Linked DNA regions of Hordeum vulgare: region 1 is linked to region 2. A link is a contact called in public Hi-C data. All regions are on one chromosome and are shown on one strand. Each heading gives the region's core, a stretch centred on a gene start, on an enhancer-like site or on the middle of the called end of the contact. The rest is flanking DNA. Distances are from core to core; before and after follow the strand shown. Region 1 holds the start of LOC123428213 (pentatricopeptide repeat-containing protein At1g10270-like). Region 2 has its middle 7.5 kb from the start of LOC123431106.

Region 1 (5,686 bases), core at 1,741-4,240, 280 kb before region 2:
ATGCGCGAGTGCATCATGCGGTACGCCGTCCGGATACGTGTGCGCATGAGTGTCACGCATGTGGAATACCGAAGGTTCCCGGGGAAACTGCTCCATCCGCCATCGAGGTCGAGGCATCGATGATCGACCGCGCGAGTGCATGGTGGGACAACGTAGTCACGGCGGGAATATATGCATGCAGATCGTGAAAAGGCAAAGCACTCTTAATACGACCGATCCTTCCGCGCTCGTGGGCTCGCCCTGTCGTGTCCGGTGAGGCTGGCCGACGCCACCACGCCGTGTATAAATCGGGCCTCGGTGATCGCTGTGACCACTCACGACTAGAAGCAACAGCTGCAGCTTGAACTTCAGGCTTCAGAGCATAATTCCGCTAGCCAATCAAGCTCAGGAAGAATTCCACACAGCTCTCTAGCTCGACCCCATGGCCAACTTCGCAGCCCAGCTCAAGGAGAGGTTCCTCGGCCTCGTCGACCGCGTCACCGGCTGCGGTCGCGGTGCCGCCGCCAAGGAGGAGGCCGCCAACACCAAGCCGGCCATGAAGGAGGTACGTGCATGCGCTTTAGCTACTTTGCTCATGACTCTGTCCCGTTTTAGCTACTTAGCAGAGAGCTCTGCGTGCGTGCTTTTTGTTGCTTTTGCAGCATGTGGAGATCCGATCGAGGGCTCCCAACGTGTCAGGTGGATCAGGGGCTGGAGTCAATTAGCACACCGCATGCTGATGGCGCTGAAGATGTATTTGTCTTTGCGGATTTGTGTGTCTGGTTCTTTCAGTGCATGCCATGTAATTAAACTTGCGGATTCTTGCTGTTTCTTGTAAGGGTGCCGCTTTGTTGTGCAATCTCCCTCTGTTAATTTCTAGGGACGAAATCTTGTGTTATCTTGACGCCGGCCGTGAGGTTTGGTGTGCTGTCACGTACGTACGTATAAGGTCAATAAATGGTATTTTTGTGGAGAAGAGAGTGCCTTGCATCAAGAAAATGTGCTCACCGTGTTTTCCGTTTCGAGCAGTTGCGCGGACACATAATGCGGTGCATCAAGGCGGCAAACGGCTGTGTGCGCATCACGGTTAGCAGAGAGCTTATGAGCTACACGATTGGGAAGTACATGGATGAACACATGGCATATGAACCCACTTCAAAGAAAAAACATTTCTAATTGTCCAATAATTCTGAAAAAAAATCATGCATACATTTTCATATTGTATGTGCGCGCACAGGAAGTTTCACAAAGAAATAAGCTTTTGTTTGGCTTGTGCAAAAAAGGAAAAAAATGTATCATGGAACACTATTTAGGAGCACTAAAATTTGTTTTTTCACCGAGGAAAAGAAAAAGAGTTTTTGTTCACAAAACTTTATGCCGCGCACACATGTTGCAGAGATGTATACATGAATCTTTGTTTCAATTTTTTTATGTTCTAGAACGTGTTTAAAATGCATTTTTAGAAAGCGGACTCCTATGCTCATGGGTTCAAAATGGCCACACTCCGACACGATTCAACTACTTGGATCATTGTTTTCCACCCGGCCCCGCTGTACTAGATGGTGACGCGCACCTTCATCATGCAGTTATTTATTACCCTTTTAAAAAGGTAATTTGTACTTCCTCTCTCCTAAATTATTTGTTGTCGAAATAGAGTTGATTAACTTGACACAATGGTGGAATGTGTTTTACTAGAGTCTAACTACATGTGGCTCATTCACAATGGACTCTATGTATAGTGAATTCTCGCACCTAGAGATTCTAGTGGATGATAATAAACTACTATGAAGATCGAGGATGTCACTAGAAGTTGAGATTTTCATGCGATATCTTCGAAGAGGGATTGTGCTAACTAAAGACAATCTCGTTCGGCGCAACTGGAAAGGAAGCAAGAAGTGTAGATTTTATACTTGTGACGAGACAATCAAACACCTATTCCTTTAATGCAAGCTTGCGTATTCGACATGGTCCGAAATTTAAATAGCGTCCAATCTATATCCGTCGAAGTGTTGCCAATATCTATGCTTACTGCCTTGACGGAATACCAAATACGTTTAGTACGCTAATTCGTGTGGGAGCATTTGCATTATTATGATCGCTTTGGCTTTGTGAAAATAATTGTGTTTTCAATGACACCATCTCTTTTTCTGAGCATGTTATTTATCGTTGTACGCATTGTCTTTGTGTATGTGGTCTACGTTACACCGAATGAAGTACCAATCGCTATTCAAGACGGTGTGTATGTGGGTGAAAACGAGTGACCAGAATGAATGTATCAACAAGTTGCAGTAGGCGCGTGCGACATCAAAGATTGAAGGAGAGGCGACACCACATGGCGGCAAGCTGATGAGTCGTAGGCGTGGCCACACAAGGTCGGGGTCGAAGGAGAGGCGGCATCGCACCGAGCGATCTGGTGGATCGTGGTAGGTGCTTTTGCGCACGAGGATCAAAGGTGAGGTGGTGCCGTCGCCACACCATGCACCATGGCCATTCCATCTGGTACATCTGGACGCCTCATCTGCTAGGGTTTGTGAGGCACTTTTCCGGCTGGACAACAATCGATCGGGCGTTCTTTCTCAAGCTTTGTGGGTCGGGCAAAAGGCCCATGTAAAGAGAGGGCTCCGTTTTTTCTCCTGGAGCAGCAACCCCTTAGGACAGCAAATCTAACGACGAGAAACACACATATCAAAAAAACGGACGGTCAAAAATACAAATCGCTAAGAAGGATCGCTTTAGGATCAGTTTTAATGTCCCAAAAAAATAGTAAATGTTTTTTTAGCGGTAATAAATAATAAATGGTGAAGAAATGAAAACAGAAAAAAGAGAAAGGGCCAGGAGAAAAAAAAAGGTTGGGTTTGGAGCATTCGCGTTGAGAGTGAAACAGAAGCCCAAGGGGGGAGAGAGAGCCCAAATCCGACCAAGCTAAACTGAGCCCATGTGGTACTGTCGACTGTTGAGTGTTGACACACAAATCCTACCCCGCCCCTCCCCTCCCCTCTCCCCTCCCCTCCCCGAGCCGCCGCCGGAAGTGACCATGGCGGCGCCCTACCGCCGTCTGCTCCTCCTCCGCCGCTTCTCCATCTCCATCTCCCAATCCCACCTCGCCCCGCACCCCCAGCCCGCCCCTCTGTTCCCTCTCGCCCGCCACTTCGCCTTCTCCTCCGCGGAGGAGGCCGCGGCCGAGCGCCGCCGCCGCAAGCGCCGCCTCCGCATCGAGCCGCCGCTGCACGCCCTCCGCCGCGACCCCTCCACCCCGCCGCCCCCGCGCGACCCCAACGCGCCCCGCCTCCCCGACACCACCTCCTCCCTGGTCGGCCCGCGCCTCAGCCTCCACAACCGCGTCCAGGCCCTCATCCGGTCCGGCGACCTCGACGGGGCCGCCGCCGCCTCCCGCGCGGCCGTCTCCTCGCGCGTCCGCCCCACCGTCTTCACCTGCAACGCGGTCGCCGCCTCCATGGTCCGCGCCGGCCGGCCCGACGACGCCGTCGCCCTCTTCGCCTTCTTCTTCCGCCGCTCCAACATCGTCCCCAACGTCGTCTCCTACAACACCCTTATCCTCGCCCACTGCGACGCCGCCCGCGTCGACGACGCGCTCCAGGCATACCAGGAGATGCTCGACGGCGTCACCTCCTTCTCCCCCTCCTCGGTCTCCTACCGCCACCTCACCAAGGGCCTCGTCGCCGCCGGCCGCGTCCAGGACGCCCTCGACCTCCTCCGTGACATGCTCAACCGCGGCCAGGGCGCCGACTCCATCGTCTACAAGAACCTCATCGACGGCTACGTCGCCCTGGACGACTGGGACAAGGCCTTCGAGCTCTTCGATGAGCTCCGGGAGAAGGCCACCGTCTACGACGGCGTCGTGCACACCAGCTTCATGGAGGGCTACTGGAAGAAAGGCATGGACAAGGAGGCCATGGACAGCTACAGCTCCCTTCTGGACAGGAAGTTCAAGATGACGCCGGCCACCTGCAACGTGCTGCTCCAGACACTCTTCAGCCACGACAAGCACAAGGAGGCGCACGACCTGTGGGAGACCATGATCGACAACCATAGCCCGCCGAGCTTCATTGGCGTCAACAGCGAGTCCTACACTGTCATGGTCAACCAGTGCTTCAAGGAGGGCAGGTTCCAGGACGCCATCGAGGTGTTCCACAGGCAGCCGACGAAGAATGTGCAGATGGACGTCGCCTGCTTCAACAACATCATCGGGAAGCTCTGCGAGAACGGGATGCTAGCAGAGGCGGAGCAGCTCTTCCAGGAGATGGAGAGCAAGTCAGTGCTTCCAGACGTTTACACCTACACTTACCTCGTCGACTCGTGCTTCAAGGATGGCCGTGTGGATGACACCATGCAGTATTTCCACAAAATGGCGGACGGGAGGGAGCATGGGCCAAAGTTCAACATCGCTTTCTTCAATCGGATGTTTCAAGGGCTTACAGAAGCTGGCCGGATTGATGATGCCTTGAAGGTGTATGGAAGGATGTCTGACAAGGAGATTAAGCCATCCACGGGCACCTTTGAGATCCTGGTTAAGGCGTCCTGTAAGGAAGGGGAATTGGATAGAGCGCGAGACCTGGTGAGGGACATGGCCAGAGGAGGTGTTGCCGCTCCTCCTGAGTTCCGTGAGTGTATTGTTGAGATTTTCAGGACTGCTGATCGCCAGGAAGAGATCGAGCAAGCTTTTGAAGAAAAGCCAGTGCCACCACCTCCTCCGCCAAGGCCAGAGTATCGCCCTCGGAGTGTACCTGGATTTGCATCTAATCAGACGCCGGGTAGCTACGCACCTAACCAAGGCAAGCCGGGCTATGGTTCTCCTCAACCATTTCATCATGGCAATGCTGTACCTCAAATCCTGCGACCTGAGGGGATGTCTTCCGAACCCCGTCAGACTGTGTTTGGAAACCAGCAAGTTCAGAAAACAGAAGTTGGTGCTCCTAATACATCAGAATATGGGCTTCCTTCCCCTCATGGAACACCACCTGGGACGTCCCAGCCTCAAGGTCAATCGCCGGAGTTTGGTACCTCTCGCCCTTGGCAGCAAGCAGCTGGTGCTTCTCAAGTGCAACAACCTAAATTTAGCTCGGATTCACCGGTGCAGTCTGGATTTGGTACTCCTCAACCGCAACAATCAACACATGTCGCTCATCAGACTCAACATGCTGGGTTTGGCACACCTCGTCCATGGCAGACAGGCTATGGCTCTCAGCAAGGGCAGCAGCCCGGGTATGGCTCTCAGCAAGCGCAGCAGCCAGGGTATGGCTCTCACCAAACACTGCAGCCCGGATATGGCTCTCACCAAGCGCAGCAGCCAGGGTATGGCTCTCACCAAGCGCAGCAGCCAGGGTATGGCTCTCACCAAGCGCAGCAGCCCAGGTATGGCTCTCAGCAAGTGCAACAGCTAGGATATGGCTCTCAGCAAGTGCAACAACCGGGATATGGCTCTCAGCAAGCGCAGCAGCCCAGATATGGCTCTCAGCAAGCGCAGCAACCAGGGTATGGCTCTCAGCAAGTGCAGCAGCAAGGGTATGTCTCTCACCAAGGGCAGCAGCCAGGGTATGTCTCTCACCAAGCGCAGCAGCCAGGGTATGGATCTCACCAAGCACAGCAGCCAGGGTATGGATCTCATCAAGCGCAACAGCCTGCGTATAGCTACCAAGCGCAACAGCCAAGGTATGGCGCTCACCAAGCGGAACAGACAGGGTATGGC
Region 2 (6,043 bases), core at 1,116-3,615:
CAACAATCTTGTTGTGTAAAATTACACAACATGTCATGAGCTGTCAAAGTGTCTCTGGTTCCCACATCATCGAATCTCCACGAATAATACCCCAATGATCTTGGAGCACTCCAAATGCCCTCTGCAGATCCTTTCTAGTTGCCTCTTGCATTGTTGTAAAGCGGTTTATTTGTTGCCATTGGGATTAGATATGGTCTTCACAAATGCGGTCCACTGAGAATAGATACCATCGGCAAGGTAGTATCACATGTTGTAGTTGTGTCGGTTGGCGCTATAGTTGCACAGTGGAGCTTCCCTATCACAGAGTCTCTTGAAGAAAGGAGATCGTTGGAGTACATTGACGTCATTACATGAATCTCGTGTGTGAAAGAAGTTGCCACTGCTTCAGGTATGATGGTGATTGCTTTGTTGTCACCTTGGTATTGCCCAAGCAAACCTTTTGGGTAGTTCTTACACTGTGAGTGCATGCAATCACCTCAACCTAGTATACAGGGGGATCCTCTTGTTCTTCCAATTGCCAACCTTTTTTCTCTGTCCTCCATAGTTGGCTCTCTCGGGTACTTTGGTCCGAACACCTCCACAACAATGCCTGCAAATTGCACCATGGTGTGCAAGATTGTGGTCTCTCGGCATCTTGTTTAGCATAAGAAAGCACCCTGAGAGCATCAGTGCATTTCTGGAGACGAGAGCAGAGAAGTTATCCACAACAATCCTTCCTCATTTTGAAGTTACCATCATATTTCTGCATGCCTTCCACTTCCCGCAAGAAAAAGTTTCTGCTCATACGTAGCAACCACGATAGGAAGTTTCATGGAATATTGGGATAGCTGTGAAGTAATCTGTGTACAGAAAGCATGCACCGGAAACCGTATGACATAGAATCAATCTCCGATCCTTGATGGAACTCTTGAAGTTTAGGACATGCTCCTCTACCTTCCTAAACTCCTCTTGGATGCTCATCATCATTATATTTTGGCAGCCTCCTCTTTCGAGTCTAACGGAGTGATGAACTCGTTGAATATGAATTTTTCAACATCATCGTTTCCATAGCCATGCCGAATCCATTAGTGACCTAGAAGTAATTAATGACGGAAAGAATCAAAAATTGTCTTGGACATTTCATCAAACACGTAGAGTGTAGGGTGAAAATATGAGGGAGTTTGATGTACCGGGACGGTGTCTGATGGACGCAACCTTGTCCGGTGAAGGCCTGGTCGACGACATTGTGCGTTAGAGCGACCGATGGCGAAGCCCTGAATGGAAATGGCGGCAGAGCACTGATACCGGCGAAAGCCCGTCCCCGGCTGTGTTGAGCAGGGAAAACAGAGAAGAGAATAGTGCTAATCGCGCAAGAAAAGGGGAGACGGATATGCGTGAATTAGCGCGGACCCCAACGATCAGTCCGATGGGGCGAGCGCGTGAGGATGTTTCCATATTTATCTCAGATTTGATCGGATATGAAGAGTATAGGTCAGTACATACGTTTGGACCGGCTATGAAAAAATAGGTTAGGTGACTTTTTTTCGTGCACACATTGAATTGACAGCTTGTTCGGAAGTTAGAGTCGGGTCAGGACATGTACAATGATGATATCTTAGGAGTGTCGTGTAGGATAAATGATGAGGTGAAGGAAAGAGAACTCATAAGAAAAGATTTGTCTTCTCTTATTTAAGAGAAAACAAAAGATGACCTCTTATCATAATATGTCTCACCATATTTTTAGGAATAGCTAGTAATTGAGGATAAGGCTAAGAGGTAACTCATTATAAGATATATTTTTTGTCATCTCTAAATTACATACAAGATTTAAAATTAAATCATCTTATTAACCATTGTACATGTCCTCAGGGTTCAGTTGTAGCCCCACACGCCCACCCACGCACCCCTCGTGTTAGGTTCACATGCTTGACTCATTTTTTTTATCCCCGCGCGACTCGAAGGAAATGAAGAGGAAAGGGTGCTCGGTCACAAAACTGCTCATGTGACCCCGGCGATTTGGGAGATCTAACAATCCGCACAGATTGCCATGCATATGCACATTCTACACTCCAAGTTGACGATGCAATTTGCTATTGAATAGTCACCTTGATTGTAGTATCAGGCCCCCTTTGGTTCAAAAAGAGTGAAGGAAATACTGTATATTGGAATAGAAAATTGCCATACTGTTCAAGCCTTTGGTACAGCCTCCTGGGAGAATAATAACCCTAAAAGAATGCGATCGGGAATGTGCACCAGAGATAGATACACACACACGCGCGATGGCCGGGCCAGATGCCGAGAAATTCTGATTCTCTCTGTCCGATAACGCAAGGGAATCTGAACCTCCTCTACGTCCCAGCTCGCACGCGCGCCGCGTGGGCCTTGTCTGAGAAGCGCGTGCGCGTGGTCGGTTGGTGACACTCACACTCGCCGTCGCCGTGCATAAATACCTCGCCCCGGCGATGGCGATAGCACTCACACTCACACTCACCAGTCAAAGCAAGTAAGCAGAGAAAGCAACAAGCAGGGAGTACTAGCCGTAGCCGAAGGCGTTAGCATCTAGCACTGCTCGAGTAGCTGACGAATTACCCAGCAACAGCTCCCATGGCCAGCTTCGCCTCCCAGCTCCTGGACGTGTTCTACGACCTCGTCGAGCGCGTCACCGGCTACAGCGCCCGCCCCGACGACGGCGAGGGTACGCACGCCGCTCTGAAAACAGCGGCTTTGCTCATGTTGCAGTCAACATTATATTGTGCTCCGTCGTTGCTAATGACTTGCTATGGGCGTGCGTGCTTTTCCGTCTTGCAGATGCACAGAAGCCCGGCAAGTTGGCATTTGTGGAGAAGTTTCAGACCGAGGAAGTGGTCGAGATCAGGTCCAGGAATCTCCCGGTGTCGGGGGGCTCAGGCGCCCAGGTGAACCTTGACGGCATGTAGTGATGTAGAGCAACCTTGCGGCCTCTGCTAACAGTTTTCAGACGTAGACATGGCCGTGTGGTTCTGATAGCCTTAATATGGTGTGCCGCCAGGCGTGTTCAACACTTCAGATAATAAAACTGGTGTGTGTGTGTGTGTGTGTGTGTGTGTGTGTGTGTTCATTCCAGAAATGTTTCAGTTTGTCACGTCCTTACGACTGTGTGTTGCTATCTGAACTCCATGATCGAGTTGTGTGGGTGTTGCTATCTGAACTCCATTATCTTCTGCGAACCTGTTGAGTGTAAGTTGTAAGGCTAATAAAGCAGTAACTTGATGAACATGTTTGTTAACTTTGTACCGATCAAGTGTTTGCTTTTCTGAATACTGTCAGATTGGTTCCTTCTCTGTTTAACCAACTATATACGCAGTGAAGAAAACATGGATGCTCGAGAAAACCAAAAGGACAGAAAAACAATCAATTGGATGTGCGGCGAAGCTCGCGTGTTTTTTTGACACCATACCTCTTGATTAGCGTTCAGTGGTAGTTGCATCATCTATTTGAAGGAAAATGGTAGTATTGGCTAGTATTGGGTGTTTCATCCATCATGTAGGCAACCTAGCAACTTCATGAGCTAACATGGTTGTCTTCACGAGGGCAGTGCTCAATGGAGAACTGCACAAACTCGCGGCACAAACAGTCGCCGTGAAATGCAGCCGCCACATGCATGGCACGACGGGTCACTCTCATTTATAGCCAGAAAATGGAAACATCCACCATATTCAGAAATCACAATATTCAGACTGTCGCTGAAAAGACAAAAACAACTATATATTACTACTCCTTCCGATTCAAAATAAATGCCATGGTCAGATTGCGCCTTATTTGAATCAGAGGGAGTAGTGTAGTTATAAAGTGCAACTAAACTAGTAGTTACAAAGTGCCATTGCCTGCTTACTAAGATGAAGTCATGGAGAGATCAATGATCTATCTCAGAGCATTGTCATCAGGCGCCTAAAAACTGCTTCACGCGTTCGTTTTTTAGACGTCGGATACAGAAAACGTGTTTCAGTAGAAACTCTAAATAGAACACGCACAAGTGCAAGCGCTGTAAATTTTGAGCACGCTGGCTTCCGAGCTGAATTATTGGGGTGTCGGATTGCACGCGCTAAACGCTGTAAGTGGGGCCGTCGAATAGGGCGCCGTGTTTTTATGCACTGTTGAACAAAAAAGTCTTAACGTGTCATGCTATTGCTATTTCGACGCTGTAAATAAAATTTAAAACACGGCACTGCCGCGCGTACGTTGGAGATGATCTTACAACAAATGAGACTTAGGGAGTACAGAAAGGAAAAAAAGAATAACACGAATAAGAGTGGAGAAAACAGAGCAATAGAGAGAACAGAGGGCGGGAAGAATGGTCAAACATGGACATTCACGTGCATCCTTCCGCGGCGACCGCATGGCTATGAAGCTGACTCGTCTGCCTCCGGTCCACGGCACAGTACACACACACGCACACCAGATACATCTCCTTGCAAGTTGCAACCCGTGCCACACATGCTGAAATGGCGAACCCTCGTGGCATCCACACATGCCAGCCGGGGCATGTCACGTTGAAGACACAAGGGGAAAGGCGGGCTACTGGCTAGCGAGATCGCCCATGTGACCCCAACCATTCAGGACAACGCTCCGGCCATGCACAGGTCACCGTGGGTATAATTTGTAATTTTATATCGCCCAAAGTGTTTAAGTTGACTGAAATTTGCTTGTCCAATGGACTGCACAAATCCGGCTCGTCCGCGTACGCATGTTTGTAAACGCATCCAAACAATCCTTCATATTTTATTCACCGCATGCACATATCTTATATTCGAACTTTTAAATTCATGCAAAATGCACGTCGATCGCATATACTATCGTCTCACGTAAAGTTTAGAATAGTCGTCATGTGCTTTCACTCCGTTTATAATGCGCAAAAACAACGGTTTTGCATGCAAAAATGATGACGAAATCATGGATCATCCAAGAAAGTTGGATTCGGAACAAAGTAATCCTACTGCAATAGTTTTGCTCTGGATACCCTATCTTGATTGGTCACTCTTCTTTCTTTGATTGAACCCTTGAAATTGAGAATATGCTTCACTTGCCGGTCAAATTTCTTTTGCATGCTCATGAGCATGATCATATCCATTTCTTCACCTGAACCCGAGGATTTGAAGAAATCATCATGAATTTTTTTGTCAAGCACATAAGTGTGAGATCGGCTCGGCTCATTCCGGTAACCCGCGACGCACGCGTTATGACGAGGCGGACGGTGCAAGAGGAATGCACGGGAACCACTTCTCTTCTCAAACTTGAATAGTATGTGGAAGAGAATCCCTTATAAGAAGGTTGAGCTCCACTTTCACTAGGAGCAGGTACTAAACTTCCCACCACCTAATGACCCGACCCACATGGGCCCTTAGATGTTAGATGGGCCCAAGGCCCACCCTATGTTTCAACAATCCCCCACCACATCTCGAGGGCTCGTTGTGTTGTCTTCTATTCCATTCGCTATTTTGGTATATCAGTATTTTTAGTAGAAACAAGTTACAGTTGAACATCCACCTAATACAAGTAACTACACTCTTTCACAAGTGAACAATGGACTATGTCTTGAATTGTTTGTTTGATGGAGAGAAGTTTCACGAATTATCTTACCAGCACTAGACTGCCAAAGGTTGATATCTCGGGTGAGGCATATTATTCACACTCCTCGTCTATAAATGATTTAAGTAGAGATCACTCGTTCTCATAGACGGTGACAACCAATCGGGCTCATATAGGTGTGTTCCTCCAAAGATCGCTCTCTAGGATAGTGATTACTTTCTTTGGTGATCTACAAATGGAGCAGAAAGGATTCCCGCTTTTTTCCATAGAGGAGACCCTGAACATACGAAAGGACTGTGAACTTTTAAGCTAGGGTCTCAAACAAGCTTTTTCTAAAGGATTAATTCCATCATTTGACCGGATCGTAAACCATACTGACACATGAAGAACACTTATAACAAAAATAGGCATGGGTATAAGATCTTAATGTTTACAGTCATATATTTGTGAAGGAACCAAATATAATCTTAATTTGTGTGCTGAAAATCACCCATCAAGA

Evidence for each region. Hi-C and Micro-C count contacts between places; a contact is called where the count stands out from the background.
Region 1: a contact with region 2 is called in a Hi-C map of leaf, with 5 times the contacts expected there. The contact joins the promoter of LOC123428213 here to the enhancer-like site in region 2. A contact is called at or near these places in 2 of 6 Hi-C or Micro-C datasets (both in leaf).

Annotation. Positions count from the first base shown.
Region 1 is chr2H:639,826,091-639,831,776 of MorexV3_pseudomolecules_assembly, reverse strand. LOC123428213 (pentatricopeptide repeat-containing protein At1g10270-like) reads left to right here and starts at 2,990. Exons shown (of 2, transcript XM_045112397.1): 1 at 2,990-5,686. The coding sequence starts at 3,014.
Region 2 is chr2H:639,547,208-639,553,250 of MorexV3_pseudomolecules_assembly, reverse strand. No RefSeq gene overlaps it. Among protein-coding and RNA genes, the nearest start is that of LOC123431106, 7.5 kb to the left of the region's middle. Within about 2 kb of position 2,365, at least 2 of the 3 cell types and tissues checked have open chromatin away from gene starts, as enhancers often do. A contact at or near this core is called in leaf, where this site is marked.